Linked DNA regions of Sus scrofa: region 1 is linked to region 2. The links are chromatin contacts, called in public Hi-C maps. All regions are on one chromosome and are shown on one strand. Each heading gives the region's core, a stretch centred on a gene start, on an enhancer-like site or on the middle of the called end of the contact. The rest is flanking DNA. Distances are from core to core; before and after follow the strand shown.

Region 1 (6,663 bases), core at 1,810-4,309, 220 kb before region 2:
TTCTCACGTTATCCTCCAGCATGCTCCATCACAAGTGACTAGATATAGCTCCCAGTGCCATACAGCCAGATCTCATTGCTTATCCATTGCAAATGCAATAGTTTGCAAGCCTTCTGAGATTTTTGATTGGGATTATTTTGACTCAATCAATTTGGGAAAAACTGATATCTTAACAATACCTAATCCTTCCTGCTGCATATTACTTAATTTGTTTCCGTTTTCTTTGATTTTTTTTTGCTAGTGATTTTCAGATTTCAGCATATAGATCCTGTACAATTTAAAATTTAAATTCAGGTGTTTCATAGTTTTTCTTGCTTTGTTGCTGTAAATGGTGCTACTTTTCAAACTTAAAATTTCAATTGCTCATTGCTAGCATTTAGAAATACAATTGGTTTTATATGTTGACCTTGTGTTCTTAAACCTTGCTAAACTTATTAGTTCTAAAAGCATTCTTTGAGATTCTTTGGATTTTCTATGTAGACACTCATGCCATCTGCAAATTGAGACATTATATTTTCTTTTGTAATCTATGCATTTCTTCTTCTTGCTCTGTTATTTTGGCTAGAATCTCTAGTATAATATTGTATTGACCTTTACGTGATAGGCACTTTGATTTGAAGAGAGGCTTTGTTATCTCCACAAGATGATGTTGGAATTACTGTATTCTCCTAAGGAATTTTGATGCTAAGGAAATAGCTGTTGGCAATCAGCTCATTAATAACAATTGATCAACTGCTCGTGACTAAGATCCAGTACTCTGTGGTTTACAGTTATCACTTCATTTGATCTTTACATCAGCCTTATGAGATATTATCAACCCCATTTTTTTAAATGAAGAAACTGAAGCTCAAAGAATTTAATAAATTTGCCTAACATAGTACAGTGTATTCTTTTCAGATGCTGAATTCAAATCTGAATTACCTCCTATCTCCAAAGTCCATATTATTCCCACTATATTGGACTGCTTATGGTCCGAATTGTTTTCAGCAGATCCAAATCCTATCTACACATGAGAACCCTTTGAGGAGGTGTTAAAAATGATGACTACCTGAGGCCACCGGCCCCCAAAAAAGGGACCAATTAAATCTGAATCTGTGGGGCCTGGGCCTAAGTTTTACTTCTTATAAAACTACCAGGTTAACATTGAGCTGCAGTCAGGGCTGAGAGTGCTGGACCTGCTACTCCCACAGAGAGGGGTCCTGCTACCCTATAGCATAGTGACCATGGGTGCCTGCTCCTTGGATCTGGAGCAGTGGGCAATGAGTGCTTAGCAGGAAGCAACTGCTACATCTGCTTCAGACCTGGGAGGCTCAGGGCTATAAAAGGCAAAGCTTTCTCCTTCATTTATTAAATGCTAGTAAATCCAGGGAGTGTGTCATGGTATTTTAGCATCAACTTGTCACACATGTTTGTGCTGGCTTACAGTTAAAATCTTGATGGAAAACAGGTGGGACTCCTCAAAATGGTTGTTAAGGACTTAATGAGTTACAAAAGGATGCGAATGAAAAAGTCCAATGAGAAGAATGTTGCCATTTCAGAGGATATAGGGGGCAGGGGTGGGGAACTCTCATTTCTCAGAAGGGTTGGGTCTGCTGGGGCAGGTTTCAGAGAGGAAAGCCACGGTCCTTGCATCTCTGTGGGAGGCAAGAGTTTGCCTGAACTGTACTCCCTGGAGTAGCCATAGTTCCAAAGAAATGAAATCTTCTCTCTAACCTGGCAGATTGAGTCTATGGTTGAGTTACTAGCAGGATTAAATAGTTGCATTTTTAGACCAGTTATTACTAAAACTTTAGGATGCCTTTAGAAGTTTTCCCATCCTTGGTACAATATCCAATCTGAGTAACATGACCTTGTTTGAAATGTCCCTATAACTTGGACTACATAGTTGTTGTTATTATAAGTTTACTTTTACCCATAGTAAGGATAAAATGTACCTGGTGGCAAGTTTAAAAGATGCAGAATAGTAGGCATCTTAAGGCTGGGGAAAGGTGAGGCTAGAACTTTCACATACATCACCTCATTTAATCCTCACAAGATCCCACAGAGAGGAGAAGCATTATTCCTATTTTCAGATGAGAATCTCTAGTGATTTGCTCAGCGCTCCCACCTGGAGGCAGCCGGCCTCGCCCCAAAGCTTATTCTCCTGACACTACCCTTAAGATCAGAGAATCATAGCACAGCTTGGGATCTTTTACTTTGAGCTTTTCTTGTTTTTGTTTTCTGCGTTTATGCTTTTTAGGGCTGCACTCTCAGCCTATGGAAGTTCCCAGGTCAGGGGTTGAATCGAAGCTGCAGCTGCCGGCCTACACTACAGCCCCAGCTGCTCAGGATCTGAGCTGTGTCTGAGACCTATACCACAGCTTGTGGCAACACCAGATCCTTACCCACTGAGCAAGGCCAGGGGTCAAACCTGAATCCTCATGGATACTATTTGGATTTGTTTCTGCTGCGCCACGATGGGAACTCCCAGTCTTTCTTGGTTTTGAGTAAGCATTTTAATTTTTGATGTGATGTTTATGTTCCCATACTTTTGAACACATGAAAAACTCAGTTTTGCTTCCAGAGTTTTTTTTCCCTGTCAGTTTATCGTAGGAGTGGCTTTCCAGGTAGTTTTTAGCCTTGTACATTCATTTGGCACCCGACACACTGTTCGAATGCGAAGCTTGGAGGGGAGTTCCTCCCGGCAGGGAGTTTGTCTTGGCAAAATTGGCTGTTAATGAAACTCGGTTCAGAGAGCTCAGCACTCTCAGAGAGAAGAGCTGGGGGCTGTGGGAGCGAGTGAATGATTGACTGGAGGGCAGATCCAAAAGGAAGTTAAGAACTGGTTTTTCCCACCGCTTAGGTTGATTACAGCTCACCTCTTTTTTAGCAAACCACTATCCTGATTCTCTTTCAGAAGGGAGAGTTTTTTAAAATAAGGATTTTTTTTAAAAGAGACAGGATGACACGGGAAATAGAAACGAATGATCTTTCCATAGTTCTATGTAAACTCTAAGAGAGCAAGGGGTCTGTGCCGGCTTCTTGGAGGGAGTGGCTTGAGAACCGCCATCCTGGCTCTGCAAGCGCAGCAGGCAGGTGAAGGCTGTGGGAAGCGAACACAAAAGACAGATTGAAACAGGCCCCTGGGAGACAGGGCAGGTGGTGGAGAAAAGAGGCAGGCCTGGATTTCTGGCCCCAAAGGCGAACGCGGGGACCACGTTTGCCTTAGAACCCCGTGCATTCAGGCAAATTCCCAATCCACGAAGGAGAAGCTGGTCCATCTCTTTTATAACCTCGGTTTTCAGGTTAAGGGGACAAAACCCACTTCTACGTTTTTATGGCTAAGGTCTTGCCTTGGCTTTCCTTTTGCACAATGAGTTCATTGACCCACACTGGAGTCTGTGGGTGGGTGGGTGGAGCTCACAAACGTGGGCATGCCCACAACAGAGTAAACATTTCTCTATGCAAACTAGGATCCCTCTGCTTCCTTTCAACTTAAGGGTTTGGCTAGTTAACTGCCAGGGCTTCCGGTGGGCGATTAGCCCCAACCCTTTGCCAAATGTCCTGGGTTTTCTCCCTTTTGTATTTTGACCCTGTGCTTTTTGGCTGAAGTATAAAGGAAGGGGAAAATCTGAAATGTTTTCTCCAATGCTCAAAGCCCTGATTCCTACAGGGTGAATTGAAAACACACCAGAAGTGGCAGCAATATCTCTGCTTAGAAATCTGCAGGTGAAGGGTGGGGGGAGAGTCTGTTTCTCATTAGAATTCTTGGCAAAGCATTTTGAGGCGCATCTGGAAAAGAAGGGAGAAGGCCTGTCGGTGAATTTTGTTTAATAAGCCCCTTTCTTCCATCACTCGTCTGTTGGCGTTTCCCTCTCAAGGTCATCTGGGACCAGATTTCCCAATCCCTCTGTATCCCCCTCATGTGTCTGTACATAATCTGGGTATATTGCGTTTAAAGTGGAGAAATCAAATAGGGAAAACCTATTCCACTCACATTTTCCCCCCTAAATGTCCACTGAAGTTCTCCCACAGACAGTCTCACATTCACAAATGCAGTGAATTTCAAAGGCAAGTATCTGTAATAAGATCCATTATATTTATCCATGTAGAATTCATTTTCAGGGTAATATCTCAGCCACTGCTTTCATCTGAGCATCACAACATTTGCGTAAGTTAGCAGACCTCCATGTTACAGATGGGGAAAAGACAAAACAAACCAAGAAAAAAACAAAACTAAACTAAAACCCCCTGAGGCCCAGAGAGGGTTAGGTGACTCACACAAAGTTTCACAGCTAGTGAGAGGCAGAGCTGGGATTAGGAGTCTGATCCCAACCCACCACAGCACACTGTGGATTAGACCACATATTATTCCTCCTTGGAGCCTCCTCTCCCCAGCCCACACCCCGTCCCCTTTCCTGAATGTTTCAGGTCTAAGCTTAAATACCACTTCCTCCAGGAAGCCCTCCCTGATCCCACCTCATCCTCAGGTTAAGGTAGATCCCTGTTAGCATCCTGTGCATTTTTGTTCTTCATGGCACTTACCACAAATTTTAATGATAGTGTTGTGTGATTATTTGCTTAATATTTTACTTCGCCGGTCAGACCCTAAGTCCCCTGTGGACAGGAACTGTATCCAGTCTTATTAATCATTGAAGATGAATAAGATACCACTCAGCACAGTGCCTAGGATATGATGGGCTCCAACGCACCCACAATTTGTGAAATGAACAAATGAATGAAAATGTCCCCAACACAGTGGTGAAGGCTGAACCCGGCCCATCTTCCTAAGCTCCTCACTTAGCTGGTCAGTGAGGGATTTTCCAGGGAAATTTCTGGAGATTCTCGTTGACGCTGTCTGAAACCCTTTGGCTAAATATCAAGAAAGTTCTGAAAAGTTTAGAGGCTGGAAGACGAGGAATCATGCAGAATTTCTGCTTGTTGCCAGGCCAGGGAACAGAAGGGACAAATAGACCAGGCTGCCTGCAGAAGTTAGCTCATGACCCATGGGTTACACCCGGCTCCCCATCCCAGCTGTGTGCTCTGGGGGACCATCCCAGCTTCCTGAGTGGGTATCCAAGGGCAAAATTCAGAGTAATGGGCTGGTCTCCTTGGCCTTGCTCACCGGTCCTGTGGCCTGGGGGAGCTCCGGCACTTAGTTGGCCAGCATCAAAGGGAGATTGGGACACACCTCGACACATCACTTTGTCCACATGGGGAAACAGAGGATGGAAAGGGGGAGGAGCTGGTGTGGTGGCAGAGCTGGAACCAGAACCCAGGACACTGGACTCTTGGTCTGATACTCTCTTCTGTCACTCGGTCCATCAGAGGTGCACTCAGCACGTGGCATGTTCCCTTCTGTCCACACTGGATTCCCGAAGAGAAACACAAAGTCTTGAAAATTAGATACGCAGAAATTAAACATGGAAATTAAGTGTGAGGTATGGTCCCACCTTCCAGGAACTTACAGTTTCCTTGGAGAGTGAAACTAAATTCTCAAAACAGCGACTGATGGAAATGCTTGAGTCTAGGCCATTACCTGCTACATTGCATAGAACTGACCTAAGCACGGACCGATCTTGTAGGAAACTGGACCACCGTGCACACCTTGACCTGGAGTGCCTCCACAGCACAGTGAGAGCCACTGCCATGACAACACTGGATCCTTACCCTCTGTGCCACCAGGGAACTCCAACTTTATAACTCTTTATAGAAGACATCATAAAAGCCAGCTGCCACATTCAGTTACCCCAAGTTCATTCAGTTACCCCACTAATGTATACTTTTTTTGGTGACATTAACAGGGGAGGATAATGGGTCTGTATTGCCTCCACATGGAGACTTCAGAATTCCTGCCCAGGAGACCCAAGAGAAGGGGCTCTGGACCATCTGCTCAGAGACACTGAAGGTGACGATTACCTAATGTGCAAAGTAGCATTAAAAAGCCTGACCTCCCCAGTAGGACTGCTTGAAAAACTAGCAGTTTTTGGAAACAACCTCAGATATTTTATATTTTCTCATTTCAGTTCAACTGGCTGCTTTGTCTACTGTTCAGACAGAGCTGGCAGCTGAGAGGGGATGGGGAACAGGAAGACAGCTCCTGGAGGCCCCAGTGGGTCCTTTGCAGATGGCCAGTTATCCCCCAACTCTCTCCCAGGCTGCAAAGGAGAAGGATGTCTGCTACCTCCCTCCTCGCTTCCTTGATGCCTGGGGACCCTAGAATGAGGAGGGAAACACAGGCTCTCTATGTTATTGTAAACTTTTTCAACTGGTGGTTTTAATAATGGTTCTCTGCTATGCTGGGCTTGGTCTTTCAAAACCACTGACAGAGGAAATCAGTTCTGCTGCTGCTTCATGGGAAAGCCAGACAGAAGGTGATTCTATCCTCGGCCTGCAGGTGGCTGTCTTCTCGACATACCCTCACATGGCTGAGAGAGGAAACTCTGGTCTCTTCTTCTTGTAAGGGCACTAATCTCACACGGAGGCCCCATCCTCATCTTCTCTTTTAACCTAATTGCCTCCCCAAAGCCTCACCTTCAATGCCATCTCACTTGGGGGTTCAGGCTTCCACATATAAATTTGGGGAGTGGGAGACACAGGCAGCCCAGGGCACTTAGGAATTCTTCTTGGAAAGAGCCAGGCAATTACCTGCTCATGAGTCAGTGAAGGCAGTAGTTCTAAGTT
Region 2 (6,423 bases), core at 1,213-3,712:
GAGAGGTGAGCAGCAGAGATGGGATTTCCCCTCTGGTCTGCCAGCTGAAGCTGTGGTGTCGACCTGACATGGACCAACCATGGGGCTTCCTTGCTATGGGTTTTCACCCCTTGACCCCATCTGATGGTACAGATCTCTGAGAAACTGCCCAGCTTGTTCTGGAAGGTGCCCAGCTGTGATTGCCCCCCCATGACTCAAGTCCCTAGCAACCTAAAATGTTCTAACTTTCCTTTCACTGGAGGGCCCTGCTGACATAGCTGCACTTTCAGCTTCTTGAGAGTATCATAGCAATGGCCTCTTAAGATTTTCTCAGTGAGCCCAGATTCTAACAACTTCTAATAACTTAATAAGAAAGGCTTCTTAAGGCAAAACTGGGAATTTCTGATCTCTTCGTGAAAAGCTAAGCTTTTTGACCTCCCATGGCAGAGGATGCTTCTGGAGGCCACTCCTATCACTAGGACGAGTCCTTCAGGCCTGCACTTGGGATTGTTTTCCAACATCTTTACTTCAAGGTAAAATAGCTCTGGGGGTAAAAAAAAGCTGCCTTACCATTTAGTGTTGCCTGTTCCTGAAGATGGAAAGATTTACCCAGTGAACAGAGAGCTGAAGCCACACTTGACTTTGGGGAGCTTTCTCTGCGACTCCCTGAGGCGTTTGTGTGAATGACCAACATAAGGGCAGGCAAAACCTTTGAAGGAACAATGAAAGTCTGTTTGGATAAGCTTCCCTGGAGTCTGAGGGTAGACTCTACAAAGGTGCCCCTCCCTCCACTCCACCTCAAGAGAGGAGGCTGAGCAGAGAAATGAGTTATTGGGAAGGATTGTCCAAATAAAAAGATGACCTTTGTTTTGTTTTCAAGGTTTAGCGATTTCTCTAGGAACATGCTATGGTCTGGCTTGTGTCCCCCAAAATTCCTAAAGTGAAGCTCTAACCCCTAATGTGACTCTATTTGGAGATGGAACCCATTAGGAGGTAATTAAGGTTCACCAAGGTCATAAGGTGGGGCCCTGATACCATAGGATTGGTTCTTACAAGAGACATCTGAGGTCCACCATGTGATCTAGACAAGAAGAGGGTCTCACCTGAATCCGGCATTGCTGGCACTGTGATCTCAGACTTCCAACCTCCAAAACTGTGAGTAAATATAATTTCTATTGTTTAAGCCATGCAGCCTACAGTATTTTGTTATTGAAACCAGAGGTGACTAATACAAAACACTTGGTAATACACCCACAATTTATCCAGTTGGCTCCCAGATTTGCATCTGTATCTCTTTAATCCTCACCATCCAAGTAAGTAGGTAATAATTTTTGCTGGTTAATGGCTGAAATTAGAATAATAGACTCTTTGGATTATAGTCAAGTCCAGAGCTGGGTAGTCTTATATGGCACACTTAACCTTTTTGGGCATCAATTTCTTCAAGTGCAAAATGTGGAACGTATTAGTTCCTGCTTCACAGATTGCTTACGAGGATCTATTTCTGTGTCCACAACCCCCAGTGGGTGGTGTAGGCACTGACCAAGCGGGCCAGAGCCAAATCATATTCCTGGAAGTCAGAATTAGGGAGGCCAGAAAAGAGAGCACCAGAGGGGTAAGTATCTATGTTCTTAAACTGCATGAGGTTTCAGTGCTAAGACTGGGCATAGGGACTGGGCTCAAACAGGAAACACAGGTGAGCGCCTTACTGGGGAGAAGCATGTGCTGGACAAGTAGAACAGAACAATACTGAAGATTGCCACAGATTGCCTTATAGGATCAGATAAGATACGAATGGAGTGAGTTAGGTGACGCACCTAGCACGTGGTAATGATTGAAATCAGTACCAAAGGCATTAGTTTTTGTGTTAAAAACCCTTCTCCCACACCCATGATTCAAAGGGCAGGTTAATGATGAAGATGTTGATGAAGCAGGGGGTTTGATGAGGGTCGGGGTTCAGGTGTGCACTGGATGCAGTAGTTATTAAGCATCAATTTGCTTTCCTTCCTCCTTTCCCTTTCATGACGTAATTGAATATAATGGCCCTGTTGGTAGCTCACTGACCATGCTTCCCACGTGGGAGTCTTCAGCGTTCATCCCAGGATGTGCACCCCTCTCCCCACTGCCCTTCGGCTGAGCTGGGAGGCCAGGTCTCTGGGCCTTGGGTAGCAGGATGTTCCAGAAGGGCCCACATAGTTTAACAGAGGACTTTAATTAGGAACATTGAAGTGGTGCCACCAGGACCCTTAGGACTCTGGTTTGAAATCTTAGAAACTCTCTCCCAGTGAAGCAACCAAATGCCTTGTTACAGAAAAGCATTTTGAGAAAAATATATTCAGGCACATTATCATTAGACCAGAGAATCTGTTGTATCTGAAAAGGAATAAGGGCGAGGATTCAGACACCTGCCCAACAAAGACATCTTATCTGAAACAATAAGGCAGAGATTGTTCTGGACTCCCTTGCTTTTGCGCCCCAGGGTTGTTTGGCTTGAATGACTGCCAAAGCCTAAAGTTCAAAAGAGAGTCACCAGTGGGAAAGAGGCCAGCCTTCTTGGAGTTGGGTTCCCAGAATTCTCCCATTTATTGTCAAGCCTCTCACTCCAAGGTCAACCTGCTCTGGTTGGTGGTTCGGTTTTAGATACAGCCCCTCCCTGTACCATATAAAGACTGCGAGAGGGATTCTGACAGTAAAATCATCAACTATGTTGTCCATTCAAGGACCTAAACTTGGATATGTCAACTTCTTCCAGAAGCCACCACCAACGTCCTGTCTGAGGTTCATGAGGATGGGCAGCCCCTCGCACACTGAACACAGCTATTCTCATTAGGCTGTCATAACAGGAGCAAGCATTTCATCCTTTTAAAAGTGTTTTGTTGTAGTTGAATGCAAATATGAATTCAGTTGATAGGAGTTTAGGTAAGCCATTATGCTAAGCTTGGTTTCATCTTTGAGATCTTCCACTCTTTTGCTTAACACCCCCTGCCCGTGAAACATTCACCATGTCCTGCTGGGTTCTACCTCCGAGTTACCACAGGAACCAACCACTTCTCCATTGCCACCACACTGGCCAAGTCACCCTCATGTTTCACCTCTGTTACTGTGACAGCCTCCTAACTGTCCTCTCTGCCCCAAGTCTGCCCTCCCCTCCCCCACAAAATCTATTCTCTGTGCTCTCACCAGAACAGTGGTTTCAGCACCCAAGCCTCCCCTTGCTCAAAACCTTGTTGCTCCTAGGCTAAAACTCAGAACTTTTCCCCTGGCCCCTGCCTGCCTCTGCCTCCTCATCTTGACCCTTGTTCCCTGTCCATCCCTCTCTGCCTGCAGCCATATTAACCTCCCAGCTTCTTCCACCCTTCCCTCCACCACCCATCGATCACAGTTCAAATGGCACTTCCTAGGAAAGTTTCCCACGAGACCCCCTATCTAGGGCAGGTCTCTCTTTCAGTTTTCATTAACTGTGTTTTCTTTTCTTGAGAGTAATTACCTCCATTGTTACTTCCACATTCATGAGTGTGATTACATAATAAAGATCCATCTTCCCTTCTGGTCTCTAAGCTCCATGAGAGCAGAAGCATATCTGCTCACCATCATACCCGCAGACCTTTAACCCAGTCAGTGCCTGGCACAGAAACAGGTTCTCATGGAACATTATTTGGATGAATTTCTGAGAGGGAGACACCGAGTGAAAAACACAGACAGCTATGAATCAGAGCTGCTGTTGTTTTTCGAAAAGGTCAGTACATTTGAAGGGAAGGTAAATTATTTTCAAAACTTGGAGACAAGGTCACTCACAAAAATCAGCATGTAACAGATGAGATTATGTGTGCACAGAATCCAGAGTAAAAAGACCTAACAGCCTGTCAAAACCACACAGGCAAAAAATAAAAACAAAACAAAACAAAACAAAACAAAACCCACACAGGAAGGGCAGAGAGGATTTTGGACCCAAGAGTGTATGGTCAAAAGTCAGAGAGAGAGGGAGACGGCAGGAAGCAGTGAGGTCCTGGCATACCTGGGGTAAAAGCTGTCTCCTGACACTGGTTTGTAACACAGCCTGTGAGACCATGTTAATGAACAAAATTAATGGGGACCCAGGATGAGACAGATCCCTTCAGCAACCATAAAACATGATCTATAAATGTACCAGGATTGGAGAGTTGGGAGCCAGCCATATCTGTAAGTACAGAGCAATAACTGACTGTTGTGTGGTCTGCCTGATGGAAGTGCATGGCCTCTACAAGAAGGGAGGCTCATGTGTCAGAAGCTCCTGCTCCCTGCTTGTTGGATGGAGGACTGGTGCCCAGCTGGCTCATGGTTGGCGGATGACCCTGACCATGGAGATCATCCACACCACGGTCCTCTGGTCTCAGATTCCCCAAGCAGCCTCTGATCACAGACTAGACTTACAGAGACCCTTTCCTGCTCTAGTGGAGAAAAAAACTTTGTCTAGATACTCATGTTGCAACAGAAGAAAGGGTGGGGGGAAATGTAATTGTAATGTATACATGTAAGGATAACCTGATCCCCTTGCTGTACAGTGGGAAAATTAAAAAAAAAATTATAAAAAATAAAAAAAATAAAGACTGGCCCACTTCGGTAGGTTGAATAACAGCCTCCAAAGATGTTCACATCTGAATCCCTGGAATTGGTGAGTACATTACCTTAGGTTGCAAAAGGACTTTTGCAGACGTGATTAACAAGAATCTTGAGATGGGAAGATTTTCTTGGATTTTCTAGATAAACCAAAGATAATCTCAAGAGGGAGGCAAGAGCACAGGGCAGAGACACTGCAAGATGCAACACTGCTGGCTTTGAAAACGAAAGGGCCAAAGAATGATGGGCGTCTCAAGAAGCTGGAAAAGTCCAGGAAACATTCTCCTCTAGAGCCTGCAGAAGGGACGCAGGTGTGATTTAAAAGAAACTTGATTTTAGACCAATGAAACTGATCTCAGACTTCTGAACTCCAGAACTGCAAGATGATAAGTCTGTGTGGTTTGAAGCCACTAAGTTTGTAGTAATTTGTTACAGCATTAATAGCAAAGTAATATACCAGGTAACATGACTGTCTGGCCAACAGAATAGTACTTGGATCATACATGAGTCTCTAGAGAATTGTTTTCAATTCAGTTCCCATGGGCCAGACCACTGCTAGAGGAGTAGACCAAATTTCTGGATCTTCCAAGAACCAGTATTGTTGCCCCCAGCTTCCCTAAGGTCTTTCTGCCCTAGGAGCCTGGCCTGGCCATGGCAACACTGGCTCTTCTTTGTAAAGACCACAGTGGTCACTGTTAGCACCTCGTTATGTGTGGGCTGTTAAGTGAGCTCTTGGGAATAGAGCATAGACTTTGGTACCAGAGAGACCTGGGTTCAAATCCCTTCTGCCTCTTGAGGTCCCATGGTTGTCAACAAGTTATTTAACTTTTTTCATTCATGGTTTCCTAACCTGTAAAACAAGACATCTCCCTAATTTACAGTGCTATTGTATGGATTGATAGAATGAGGTTATATCGAACACCAAATAAAGGGTCAGGGCAGGAGGAGGCATCCAGACAAGGCTAGCCCTCCCTTCTGCCATGTCCCACCCCCACTGCGTCTTCCCTGTGCTCAACTTTTTATGTGAGTCTCTTCAGCTCCATAGCTCTGTAAGCCCCATCCTGGTCCTGGTTTTTGTTAGCACCCTGACTACACATCAGTGACCTCAGTGTCACCCCTTTAAAACATCCAGATAATTGAGAACCCTAATTAGTAAAACTCTGGATAATAGGAGGGTCACCATATTAAATGCCTGCTGATCATTGGCTGGATAAAGCCGAGAGGAGGCTTTATCAGATAGCCCAGCCCCAAAGAGCCAACTCTGACACCCTAGATGCTCTTCATTATTAAGCAAAATACAGGGTACTGTTCTGGGTGCCGTGAGGCACACGGAGAGGCCTGAGGAAGTTTCAGAAAGAAAGAACTTTGCTTCCCAAAACAACTCTGACCCTATTCCAACTTCCACTATGAGAGTCTTTTTTTTTTTTTTTTTTTTTTTTTTTTTTGTCTTTTTGCCATTTCTTGGGGCGCTCCCTCAGCATATGGAGGTTCCCAGGCTAGGGGTCTAATCGGAGCTATAGCCGCCAGTTTCTGCCACAGCTACAGCAACGTGGGATCCGAGCCATATCTGCAACCTACACTGCAGCTCACGGCAACGCCACTGAGCAAGGCCAGGGATCGAACCTGCAACGTCATGGTTCCTAGTCAGATTCGTTAACCACTGAGCCACGACGAGAACTCCATGAGAGTCTTTTTTAAAAATTGTTTTTATTTTTTGCCATATCCAGCATCCTTTTATATATAATAAACTTCTCACTAGAAGGGATCAAACCCTTGTACCATACGGCCAAGAGAGACCTCTGAGGTCCTGTTGGTGTATAGACCAACTCGGAGGGAAAATAATAATTATTA

Evidence for each region. A called contact is a pair of places that touch in the nucleus more often than the background predicts.
Region 1: a contact with region 2 is called in a Hi-C map of liver, with 5 times the contacts expected there. The contact joins two enhancer-like sites. A contact is called at or near these places in 4 of 47 Hi-C or Micro-C datasets (fetal skeletal muscle, liver and mesenteric adipose tissue).

Annotation. Positions count from the first base shown.
Region 1 is chr1:109,169,142-109,175,804 of Sscrofa11.1, reverse strand. No RefSeq gene overlaps it. Among named protein-coding and RNA genes, the nearest start is that of MIR190A, 53 kb to the left of the region's middle. Within about 2 kb of position 3,059, at least 15 of the 83 cell types and tissues checked have an H3K27ac peak or open chromatin away from gene starts, as enhancers often do. A contact at or near this core is called in liver, where this site is marked.
Region 2 is chr1:108,945,625-108,952,047 of Sscrofa11.1, reverse strand. LOC102163023 (a long non-coding RNA gene) reads left to right here. Exons shown (of 5, transcript XR_300930.3): 1 at 1-4,155. Among named protein-coding and RNA genes, the nearest start is that of LACTB, 24 kb to the right of the region's middle. Within about 2 kb of position 2,462, at least 12 of the 83 cell types and tissues checked have an H3K27ac peak or open chromatin away from gene starts, as enhancers often do. A contact at or near this core is called in liver, where this site is marked.